Regions from separate parts of the Mus musculus genome. Here region 1 is linked to region 2. A link is a contact called in public Hi-C data. All regions are on one chromosome and are shown on one strand. Each heading gives the region's core, a stretch centred on a gene start, on an enhancer-like site or on the middle of the called end of the contact. The rest is flanking DNA. Distances are from core to core; before and after follow the strand shown.

Region 1 (6,247 bases), core at 288-2,787, 38 kb before region 2:
CTGAGTAATTATATCCTGCCAGTCTGAAATGGGTCTGGTAGTGTCACCTCTTGCTCTGACCTGGCATGCCAAGTTATTGAGTTAGTTGCTCCTCAGAAGTGATGACTGACAGGAAATGACAGGGAGGCTTAAATGGGAGTCATATTCTACAGCCACCTGGGCAGGGAAGCAGCGCGGTAAGGAAGGAAACCGGGTATAGGAAGAAGGTGGCAATTATTCAGCATCCACTCATCTGACAGTAGGGAAAAGACATCGGACCTGAGCTTTCACTCTTTTGGATACTCAAGGAAAGGGTCCTGGAGCAGCAATCTCCATCTACAAGCTCCTCTGACAAAACCAAGTGCCGGGATAATGAGCTTTAATCACAGGAGTTAGGCACATTTCTGAAGTATACTATGCACTTCTGTGGTGCTGTGCGTACAAGTTTGTATCTTGAATAAATGTCTGCGCAGGAGTTCTTGGTCATGGCCCATGTGCATCACAGCCCTCAAAAACACCTGTACGGAGGATAAAACCTGTAGGTGAAGCAACACTTCACCATCCGAGAAAAGCTAAGTACCAATTATATGACACCGTCTGTTTTCATCCCAGAGACGGACTTCAGAGGGTGCAGTAAATCTTTGGACACAGTCTTACCTAATCAAGCACCCATATTCGGATGGCGTACTACTGTCCTGTATTGTCCTTCTGTAATAGCGCGTATCTATCTTGTCAGGGGTAAACAAAGTCAAGGAGGGGAAGGAAAGGGGGACCCTCTCACAAAAACAAAGCCAAATAACATCCATCCATATATACATACAAACACTCATATGTACATATTCTACTGAAAGTCGAGTTTACTGTTTTCTTTATCCACGCACTGTCCCCGGTCCCCAGCAGCTCCCACAGGACTTGTCCGGGCAGAACCGGGTTATCCACATACGGCCTGAAACACACATGCACGTGGGCTGCGGCCCATCTTGCTTAGTCTCGCACGGAACGTGCTAGAAACGCAAAGAGTAAGGCCACTTTTCCAAGCGAGCAGAAATCCGAACAGATATCTGCGTAGCCCGCTCCGGGACTCCGCCGCCAGACCCTCCACAAACATCTGACATGCTCGGCCTCCCCGCCTGCCGCTCCTGCCTACCTGTCTCTCGGTCAAGTTCTTGTCGGGTCCCAGAAGGTAGGGCGTGAGGAACGGCTCCGACGGCCGGAGGTTTGCGAAGAAGCCGTAGGCGCAGAGCAGCGCGGTCGGCAGGAACCAGCACTCGCGAGGGACGCGGGCAGTACGCAGAAGCATCCTGGCCGCCGCCGCCGCCGCTCGTCTGGACACCCTGGCTGGCACGTCCATCCTGGGCGCGAGGGGCTGGACGCCGACACGGCCCCCTCCTCCTTCTCGGCCAACGGGAGGGCGCCCGAGCCGCGAGCCCGCGCGGGCACCTGTAAGCGTGCGCGACGCCGCCTCGCGCCAGGGTCAAGGTGCTTGGAGTCCCCACCGCCCGCCGGCGGCCACAGCTCGCTAGCCGAACGCCCTTTCCCTAAGTCCGCCTCCGGGTCTGGCCCGCCACCCCGCCTGGCCCCGCCCCCACGCCCCGCCCCGACCGCAGAACGCCCTTTCCCTAGGTCCGCCTCCCGGTCTGGCCCGCCTCCGCCTGGCCACGCCCCACGCCACGCCCACCCACAGCAGACGATCACTAGCCACGCCCCCGGGAACCTCCTCCTCGCCAATGCCTCCCGGCCGGAGCCAACCTCCCTGCTTCCCTATTGGCCAGTGGCTCAAAAGACAGAAAGGCCGCTTGGGGCTGCGCGCCCGGGCTCTGACGTGAGGGGTTCTGGGACATCGGACTTTTAGGGGCCATGTCTGGACTCTGTGGCGAGGACCCTACACACCCTCCCTGGTCGGATCGGTCACCAGGCATTTTCCGATCACACGTCCGGAAGGCTCCCTAGAGCGGGATCCCCGGATGTGTGCTTCATCGCAGCGAGTCTGCTCAGTCTTATCTGCCAACCTACTGATGTTGGTCCTCTGCCCGGGACACATGATGACACAGGCTTGCAAACCTTTAACCTTGAGGCGGGAGAATGCAATCCCTGGGCTCCAAGAGCTTTTTGTTGTTGTTGCTGGGTTTGATTTAGTTTGCTTTTTTTTTTTTTAACATTGTCTTTAAATGTGGTAGAAAGACACAAGCTGGACCTGAGAACTGAGATTTGGGGCCTTTTACTATAGACAGAAAGAAAACGAGGATGACCGAGTTAATCAGCAAGAGGCTTTTGCTTTATTTCGTCACTTTTTGTTGGCAGGATACAAAGAACAATTAACTAATATATCCTATGGAAAGGAAATCGCCCTAAAAACCTAGGCCCTAAAATGGGCTCAAGGTTTCAGGAAGTGTGCCGCTCACGAAATACCCACAGGGTTCAAAAGTAAAAGCAGCTAACCCCCACCCTACACTGGGAGGTTTCTGTCTTCTCGGTCCATCCAGACAGGCTAATCACCCCGTCTTTCTCCAAGGGAGCCTGCACTCCCCCTTTCCTACTCTTGGCTACAAAATCTGGCTCAGACCATGCGCTGCTGGCTCTCCAGCACCTCTGGTCACAGCGACTCCCAGTCTTGAGATTCACCTCTCAGACTGCTGTTGTTAGTGAGGGCGATCTGAATTTTCATTCTTTCATTTCTGCCTGGGTCACTGCGTCTCCAAGGAGAAGGACCAACTAGACACCTGAGGGCTGGCAGGCAGGACTGAAAGGGCTCACTGTGCGAACCTCCTGGGTTCCCATTGAGCGATCCTTCACTAAAACACTTCACTAAAACAGAAAAACGAGGCAATAAGAGGGCAGGTTGTTGTCAGAAGTTTTTCAAGGGCAAACCGTGGCAGGAATCCCCAGCGCTTTCTTTCATCGCCCTCTGCATGACTTTTTGCTGGACTCACAGACTGACTCTGTCCCAATATCAGCAGAATCGAGCTGCACGAGTGAATACACAAAATGTGTGCGTGGAGCAATTTGCCAAAATGCAAGGTGTGGTGTTGACATCTTTCAGAGTCTTTTGAAGGGCTGGCTAGGAAGACTTTATTCCTTTTAGCCTCCAGAGGCTATATAACCTGTGATGATATCAGTTTGTAAGCTAAAAGAGAGTGTGCCTGTGTGCTATATTTCAAATTTTCTCGGTTCAATTTACTAAATTGATAATATCAACCGTTCTAAGTCACCAAAATCAAACGTCTCCTCGATGACAAGAGCTCCGAGACCAAAAAGCTTGAGGATGTTTGGTCTATTAAATGTGTAGTCACCTAAATTTCCACCATCATATCAGTTTCTCTTCACAACTATAGAGATAGAGCTGGAGCAGTTAGTTCTCCTGGCTGCCTTGCACGGACATGTATTTTAGTAGAGAAAAGGGAAGAAAAACAAATGAACCAACAAGCTGATAAGGGCTTTGCATTGAGATGTCTATCTTTTAAAATCAACTTTCTAGTCTTTTGTTGAGGCTTGAAACCCTATGGAATCTATACATCACCTTGTTATAGATCGAATATTGAAGTTTCTAATCTTCGAGATGAGTCTGGATATAAAGCAGTTTCTCCTGAATTGGGCAGAAAATTACTTCTTACTTTTCTGAAAGAGGTTCCTAAGTAGGCAGAATTCTACCAAAATGACTCTTGTCCTTATATAATCTCTATCTACTTGAGTGTAGCACGAAAGCTTATGGATTTGATGAGATAATACTCTCGTGATTGCACAACATTTTATAACAAAAATGGAATTATCTAGCTAGCCTAATCACAGAGGCCCTTTGTAAGCAGAGAGTTTCTTTCCATGGTAGCAGAAAAAGAACCCAGAAGGGTTTATTTGAAAGGTCAAAAGGGTTTGACCTTTTACTGCCTATGAACCAAGATGAGGGCAATCTGTGACAATGGAGCGTGGGTCCTGGCTGACAGCAAGGAAGCCAGTACCTCAGTCCTACGATCACATGGAACTGAATCCTTCTAAAATTCTTAAGAATAGTAGCACACATCTGTAGTCCACCATATGGTAAACTGAATCAGGAGGATTTCAATTTTACAGCTAACATGAATAACATGGGAAGTTCGGGGACAGATACTGTACATAGTGAGAACCTGTCTCACAAAACTACCACTACCACCGCCACCCAGCACGTCAGAGACCTTGGAGTGCAGTCTTCCTCAGAGCCTCCAGAGGAAAGTCCAGCCAACATCTTGGATTTAGCCTATGAAATCCCAAACAGAGATCCTACCTACCTAAGCCCATCTGGTTACACTCCACTGTGAGCTAAGCTGTTGTAATTGTTTTCAGATGGTAAATCTTTGTGAACTTGCAACAATAGGAAACTAATGTTGAGCTAATATGTATGTATGTATGTATGTATGTATGTATGTATGTATGTATGCATATATGCTCTCATCCAAGTATTAACGACTCCAACCCCATTTAGCTTCTGAGATGAGATAAAGATGGGCATGTTTGGACAATATGGTCAGAATATAAATTTCTAAGTTAAGGTTATAGTAAGACAATGCAAAATAAGCAATGTTGAAACAGACAGCTCAGCGGCTTAGTACATTCCTAATACTAAGCCATTGCCCCTTTCTAGTAATAAGAAATGTTTTCAACCACATAAGCCAATTCACACTCAAGAAGCTATGAGTCTCCACTGACCCCTTACCCACAATGCCTGGGAACACTATAATGTGCCTGTGTGTCTAACAATGTGTCTGCATGAAAGTTTCATACCTGCGACCTTTCATCTCTGGCCTCTTTCCCTTAGCATAGGACTTTATGTTTCACTTATACCTTAATGTAAGTCAACACTTTCTGTTCGGTAGTTGAGCCCTGAGCCATATCTATACACTCACCAGTTAATGGGCATTTGGTTTGCTTTCACGTTTTGAGTGAAACGTGAGTTATAAACTTGCGAGTGAGTGTGTGTGTGTGTGTGTGTGTGTTTGAATGTGTGTTTCCGAGGAGAGGAATTGATGCCTCATTTGGGAATTCTGTTTTGTCTGAGGAGCTGCCAAACTGTTTCCCATAGAAACAGTACCATATTCAAGCAATATCCAAAGCTTCCAATTTTTCTACATCCTCATCCATGTGTATTTTTCTTTCTAGGGGGTAGCCTACCTAGTCAGTGTGATGTGGTAGCTCATGGATTCGGTTTCTAACCTCCCTAGAGAGTGATAGTGTTGATGTTGATAGTGTTGAGCATATTTTCCTGTGTGTAGTGACTATCTGTCTATCTCTAGGTCCATTCAAGTTCTTTGTCCCTTAAATTGTTTTCTTTTGTTATTGAACTACAAGTGCTTTTTATGTATTCTGCGTACTATGTTCTCCCATGAAATATGGATAAATAGGATATTAAGAGATTTTTTCTCTCACTCATATGTGGGAATATATGTTTTGAAAAAAAGTAAATTTATGTTTTACACCTTTCTGGTTTTTGTTTATCTTGCTGAGGAGTGCTATGTGGAGAGCATGCAGAAGTATAATAAGGTATACTTCTACTACCTTCTATACAACAATCCGTTGTGTGGATGTACTTTGATTTATTTAAGCATTCCATATTTGTGGCACTTATAGTTCTAGTTGTAGGTCATTAACAGTGCTATAATTAAATCACTGCACAATATATGTTTATATATGCTTAATTTCATTTATTCACTGAATAGTTGAAGAATACATATTTAGAAATATTTAAAATAGTTTTTAAAAATTTAAATAAAATTTAAAAAATTAAAACACAATTTAAAAAATAGGTATGTCTCAGTTGTTCTCTACAAAAGCTAAAGCGGGGCTAGCTTACATTTTCACTAGCAAATATAAGAGCATTTGTTTTGAGAGCAGTTGAAAGCAGATTCTTTTTGTAATAGCTTTATGAACTCTTTGAGAATTTCTTACAATGTATTTTAAGCATTTTTCGGCACCCTGTACGTCAGCTCCTCCCAGTACAGCCCTCTCCACCCTCCCATTTCTCCCTATCCACCCCTGAGATTACTCCTAAAGGCCGAGTTCTTTCCTTGCTGGAAGGAATGCAGGCAGAGAATGTTGAAGGACAAGAGGGGTCGGGTTTTGAGTTTCTCTAGTAGGTGGAAAACAGTAGTTCTCACAAAACTAGTAAAGATTTGGGCCCACAGGAGATGTTTGTCATTGTCTGGAGATATTTGTTTATGGTCATGATGAAAGGATAGATGTTCCTAACTTAAAGCCAGGGAGTCTGCTAAAAATTCTACAGTCTCCGAGGAAGTCCTTTCCA
Region 2 (5,444 bases), core at 2,867-5,366:
TCCAACTGACTTGAGGAATGTCACAAAGAAAGGGAAGGAAAAATTTTAAAGTGGCAAATTATGAAAAAAGAGATATGTTATAAACCATAATTAGTTGTCTGTTATTAATGTTAAAGTGCCTCACCTAGGAACTGGTAAGCCACGACTGTCCCCATTCACTTACATGAGGACTTAGAATGCACAGAAAACTTGGCCTAAAACAGTGGTTCTCAACCTATGGGTCGAGACCCCTTTGGGGGTCAAATGGTTTTTCATGGGGTTTGCATGCCAGATATCCTGCATATCAGACATTTACATTATGGTTCATAACAGTAGCAAAAATATAGTTACGAAGTAGAAACAAAAATAATTTTATTCTTGGGGTCACTACAACACAAGTCACTGTATCAAAGAGTCACAACATTAGGAAGCTTGAGAACCACTGGCCTAAAATATGTACTATCTAGTTCTTTGCAAGCTGTTGTCCCTTTCTGCTTTAAATCAAAGCTCGCAAGAACTACAAGGAAGAGGTACGACTTTTCTCTGAGTCATGGTTAGAGCCGAAAGCTGTTGATTCTGCAAGTCTTCCTAGATTCTCAGACCTGGGACTTCAGAGGCTCACACTCCAGTTCCCAGCCACCCTCCTGTCCCCTGTGGTGGTGGTCATTGTTTGTTTCTGGAAAGTGAGAGAACTCCATTTATATGGTTGCTGTCACCTTGGCTTGCCAGGCGTTCACGCGGCCCTGGGCGTTCAGGCGGGCAAGGGAGGGCTCCCAGTAGTCTCCCCACCACGACTTTTTAAATGAAGATGCAGTAATTTGCTTGTCTTGAATCCGTCCATCTTCCAGGCCCAGTGGTGTGGAACATCCTGTCAAGAGGAAAGTAATATGATTAATTACACAGCACTAATGATCCCTGCGCTGCATTTTGCAACACAGAAGACCCAAAAAAAATTATCACTTCCAGGAAACAGCAAAACAAAGAACAATTTATTCAATTCAAGTGCAAATACCACTCTGATGCTACTAATATATTATTCAATGCTCATACACCCATGACAGAAGTGGACACAGAATACAGCAAGATACAAGAACATGACAAAACTGTCAGAAGAAGAGGAAACTGAACTGACAGCCAGTGTCCCACTCAACACAGTATTTAAGTGTGGGTTCTCCCTTCTTCAGACAGCCGTAGAGTCTCAAGTCTTTGCTTTGAGATAGATGCTGGTTCTGAACAATACGTACCACCATGCAGCATATAATGTCATTTCTGTTAATAACAGAGTACACAAATCCTAGTGGTCCCATTAGGCTATGGAGCTGTTGTGACATCATAGTTGTCATAAGTAATATATAGCCTCTGTGTTTGTGATGGTGTCTGTATAAATCAACCTACTGTGCTAAGACATGTGTAGTACAGTGCACACAGTTATGTACAATTCATAATATTCAATAATAAACCCCAACGTAACTGCTTTGTGTATTGGCTATACTTCTTATCGTTATTTTTGAACACTGTGAAACAGTGTAGTGTTATGCTCACTTGCTCTGTCTCTTGATTGTATCAAGACCACATTGGGTGACTGGCCGGTACTGGGTAAACACAATCTATGATGTTTGCACAGTAAAACACAAAATGGCCTAAAGATGCAGTTCTAAGAAAGGATTCCTGTGGTGCAGCAATGCATGGCTGTACTGAAAGGAAAGTTTCTGCCAACAGAAGCCATGGAGATGTAGTGGGGCTTTGGTAGGCACCTTTTCTATTTTCACTTTCAACATTTTGAACACATACACTCTTTAGAACTTTGCCTGGGCATACTTTTGAGCGTTCTAGGGAAGCAAAGACGAACTATTGGCATAGGAAACCTAGCTAGTGAGTGAAGGCAGCTGACTGTCTTAGTGGTACTATGTTTTTCCTTGGGGGAACAACACAAAACCACAGACATTTTCTTGAAGCAATAGCTTGCTTTCTCTATGTCAAAAAAAGAAAAAAAAATCCTGAAAGAAACATTCACTGCTTGCTATGTAAGTTCCAAAAAGCGAAGAGAAAAATGCCATGCTCCTTCTGTAGAAAAGGAATATTTTTAGTAAATTAACAGAACCTCACCTCACATTTTAGATTTGTTAGACTACATGATTGACCAAAGCTACCACGGACACTGTGATTATGGGAATTACCCCCCCCCCCCGCCCCAATGACTTACAGATCTGCTTCACAGGATAATCCCGCCTATACAACATTTGCATTCTGTATGGGTGGTTTTCTACACTGCTGATATCCAGATACGGGCAAGCGTCCCTCCCTGTGCATAGCTCTTACAAATGTCACATGCAGCACTATCTGCTTTGGTAAGAAGTTGATTCCAAAGTTCAGATACTCGCTTCACGTGAGTTGGGCCTTTCTCCCCTACCTCAGGGGAAGATGAGAGAGCTTCCCAGGGCATGACACACCGTGTGTGACTCTTCATCCCTCACCTAGTCCTGTCTTTAGCAGTCACCTGAGGCCTGGGTATTTTTGTCTTTTACCCCAGAATGCCTGGACGATGACAGTATTTCCTGCATGTTCCTGAAAGTTAAAAATGCTGGAAAGATCATCTGGAGAGATAGCTCAGCAGTTAAGAGCACTGAGTGTTCTTTCAGAAGACCTGCGTTCGATTCCCAGCACACGCAAGGCAGCTTACTACCGTCTGTAACTCCAGGATCCAACACCTTCACACAGACACATATGCAGCCAAAACATCAATGTGCATAAAATAAAAAATAAGCAAATTATTAAAACAATCCTGGAAAGCCTTGTTTTAAAAAAATCAGAGACTAGTCAGTGGACTATTATGACTGTTATTATGACCTAGATTTATTAGATCACAAGACAAATTTCATCCCCTGAAAAAAAAGTAGATGCTTAGGAAGACTCAGGTTCTCACACGAGTCCAAAACAGAGCACAGAGCACACACATGGTTTTCAGAAGTTGAAAGCCAGGTTCAGATTAAAAAAAAAAAAAACGATCACTGATCGATCACTGATCACCAAAAAAAAAAAAAAAAAAAAAAAAATGACAGTGACGGAGAGTCAGGTGGCTCTCACTGAAAATGGGCTGACCAGACAGTGTCCATGACGCTCACACCATGCAGTGAGGAGTGAGGTGCTGCCCCCACCCTACCCCCTGGACTACTAGAACCAGGCTCTGCCTCCATTTAGATCACACTGAGAGTATTCCCTACTGGAATTTGTCTTGCAAAGGTTCTTCTGGAGCCTAAGGCACTGAAGTTATCTAAGAATGCTCCTCTCCCACACCACCCGAATCTTGAGTCTAGAGTGTCCGTGGGAAGGTGGTACTTCTTGCCCCTTACCGTTCACCTCACAGCCCTGCAGCTCCAGCCGAAGGGTGGGTCTATTATAGGATTTTGTTGGGTGTATCCTAATGTATCTAGCCACAATGGGTGGGTCAAGTCGATTCTCTTTTATTGTAGAGCCATCTGAATTACCAGTAAAATACTAGAGGGAGAGAGAAAACCATTAATAACAATTCTCTAAACACTGACCATATTTTTTTTAAAGTCCCATCTAACAAGTTTTGTAAGGTTCCTTTATAGAAATGGGATCAATTTAATTTGGTTTGAAAAACTAATTGTGGATATGTCTACTTCGAGGAAGCTATTGCTGATGCTCTTTTTCCTGTCCTTCCTCCTGTTATGTAGAAACTTGGGACTATGCATAAAAGAAGAAAAGAAAGATGGAAAGAGGGCATGAAGAAAACAGACTACCCAAGCCTCTCAGGAATCAAAGAATAACATGGTGTTGCCCCCCCCGCCCCCCAAGGGGGGGCTTTTTGCTTACTTTGTATGTTCCAGTCTTATAGGTGAAAAAAAACCCCACAACTCTCCTTAGATAACTGTTGTAAACCATCCAACTATCACAGGAAAACAAACACCCAGATACAAGCCAAGCATAGAGGCAATGGCGATAATGAAAGGGTTAGACTTTGAGGCTCCTGGGACAAAAGTGGTACAAGAACCATCCTAGGAGCTCCAGACTCTTCCCAATAAGAAGCCCTCAGCTGTGTCAGGAGAAACCAGTGTGGAACTCTATATCTACTCAGCAGCCAAGGGAAGCAATGCCTCCTAAGGTGTCCAGGGAGAGCCTGGACTCTGACCTCTACCTGGCGGTCATCAGGCTGTGCCCCACCCCCTTTCTCTCACAGAGAAGTATCGTAAAACGTCCATTTAAAACAGAAGCAAAGAGTAGATCTGCAAGACAGAGCACAATTGAAGCCACAGAAGAAAATTTAATAAAGGAATTGGCACTTGGAAATGATGGGAAAACAAATGGACAAGTCTGCAGCAGGCCTGATCTAAAAGTAAAAGAGAAAAATGATGATACCAGAGATTACATAAGCAACATTGCTACAGACTCTGACTCTCTGATGTCAGGAGGATTGGAGGACAACTAGTATTAGACCCTACACACATGACCAGCAACTTAAAGAAAAAAGGCAACTCATATTTTAAATGCCACACAAAGTATCATAAATCACCCAATATGAAATAGACTATTCAGATATTCAGATAACCTCCAAACAGCTAATGAAAAACACTGAATTTAAATTTTCCCACAAAGTGCCTTTCAGGTCCTGATAGTTTTATGGGTGATTTCTGCTGAATGAAGCTATTCTCATGGACTTCAGAAATCACATCCAGAACACAGAAAAGAATACTTCCCGATTCACAGGAAGTATTGATCTAGGCATCTACATGTCTTCTATTACTGTGGTATTAAAGCTTGAGACAATCAAATTACAGAACCATCAAACTACATGCCGAAGTCCTGCATAGATATGGATCTGAAAATCTTGAAGGCATGATTTTGATGGCTATCAAGTTTTCTCTCCCCTTACTGGTTGATATGATAAGCACCGGAATTTAGGATTTTCTTTTTTAGTGATTTTTATCTAAGCTACATTACAAATATGTCACTACTAGAAACAGTCAAGACAGCAAAGAAAAAGTAGCACGTGGTAAAGTGATTGATTTACATAAAGTACCAACAGAAACAGACTCAAGGTGTTTGTGCAATCATGGCAGACAGGCTCTCAGTGTTTGGATATTATTCTTGGGGGAGGAGCCTGGGAATGAGGAATGATCTAGGCATCTTGTCTGGGCTCATGGAATACCAGACGGGAGTCTGTAAGTCCTCTGGCATGTCCTCTAAGGTGGCCAGAGAAGGACGGTGCCTCAGAGCATCAATGGATGTCCACAATCACCATAAATCAAGGTGTGTGAGATACAGAACAAAGTAAAAGGTGATAGAAAAATCAAAACCCTTTGCAGACACAAGCAGTTCCTAGCATAGGGGCTGTGTTGAACAAGGGTGGACACTGCGCTGAATACTGCTGCCAATCTGTTTTGAAGTGGTACTTGCTTCAATGTTTTTCCTTTCAAGTTCTGCAGAGATTTGAAGATTTTTTT

The links. Hi-C and Micro-C count contacts between places; a contact is called where the count stands out from the background.
Region 1: a contact with region 2 is called in a Hi-C map of liver, with 3 times the contacts expected there. The contact joins the promoter of Slc19a2 here to the enhancer-like site in region 2. A contact is called at or near these places in 8 of 39 promoter capture datasets (3T3-L1-derived adipocytes, cranial neural crest, frontonasal cranial neural crest and 4 more), 10 of 484 Hi-C or Micro-C datasets (the G1E-ER4 cell line, the HPC-7 cell line, Sertoli cells and 1 more), 4 of 115 datasets of contacts at active chromatin or transcription factors (the HPC-7 cell line, the SCID.adh cell line, embryonic stem cells and 1 more) and 2 of 9 other capture datasets (adipose tissue and pancreatic islet).

What each region holds. Positions count from the first base shown.
Region 1 is chr1:164,244,336-164,250,582 of GRCm38.p6, reverse strand. It overlaps Slc19a2 (solute carrier family 19 (thiamine transporter), member 2), which reads right to left and starts at 1,537. Exons shown (of 6, transcript NM_054087.3): 1 at 1,127-1,537. The coding sequence starts at 1,330.
Region 2 is chr1:164,209,778-164,215,221 of GRCm38.p6, reverse strand. F5 (coagulation factor V) reads right to left here. Exons shown (of 25, transcript NM_007976.3): 22 at 3,330-3,474; 23 at 696-847. Among named protein-coding and RNA genes, the nearest start is that of Gm51287, 5.2 kb to the left of the region's middle. Within about 2 kb of position 4,116, at least 7 of the 459 cell types and tissues checked have an H3K27ac peak or open chromatin away from gene starts, as enhancers often do. A contact at or near this core is called in hepatocytes and liver, where this site is marked.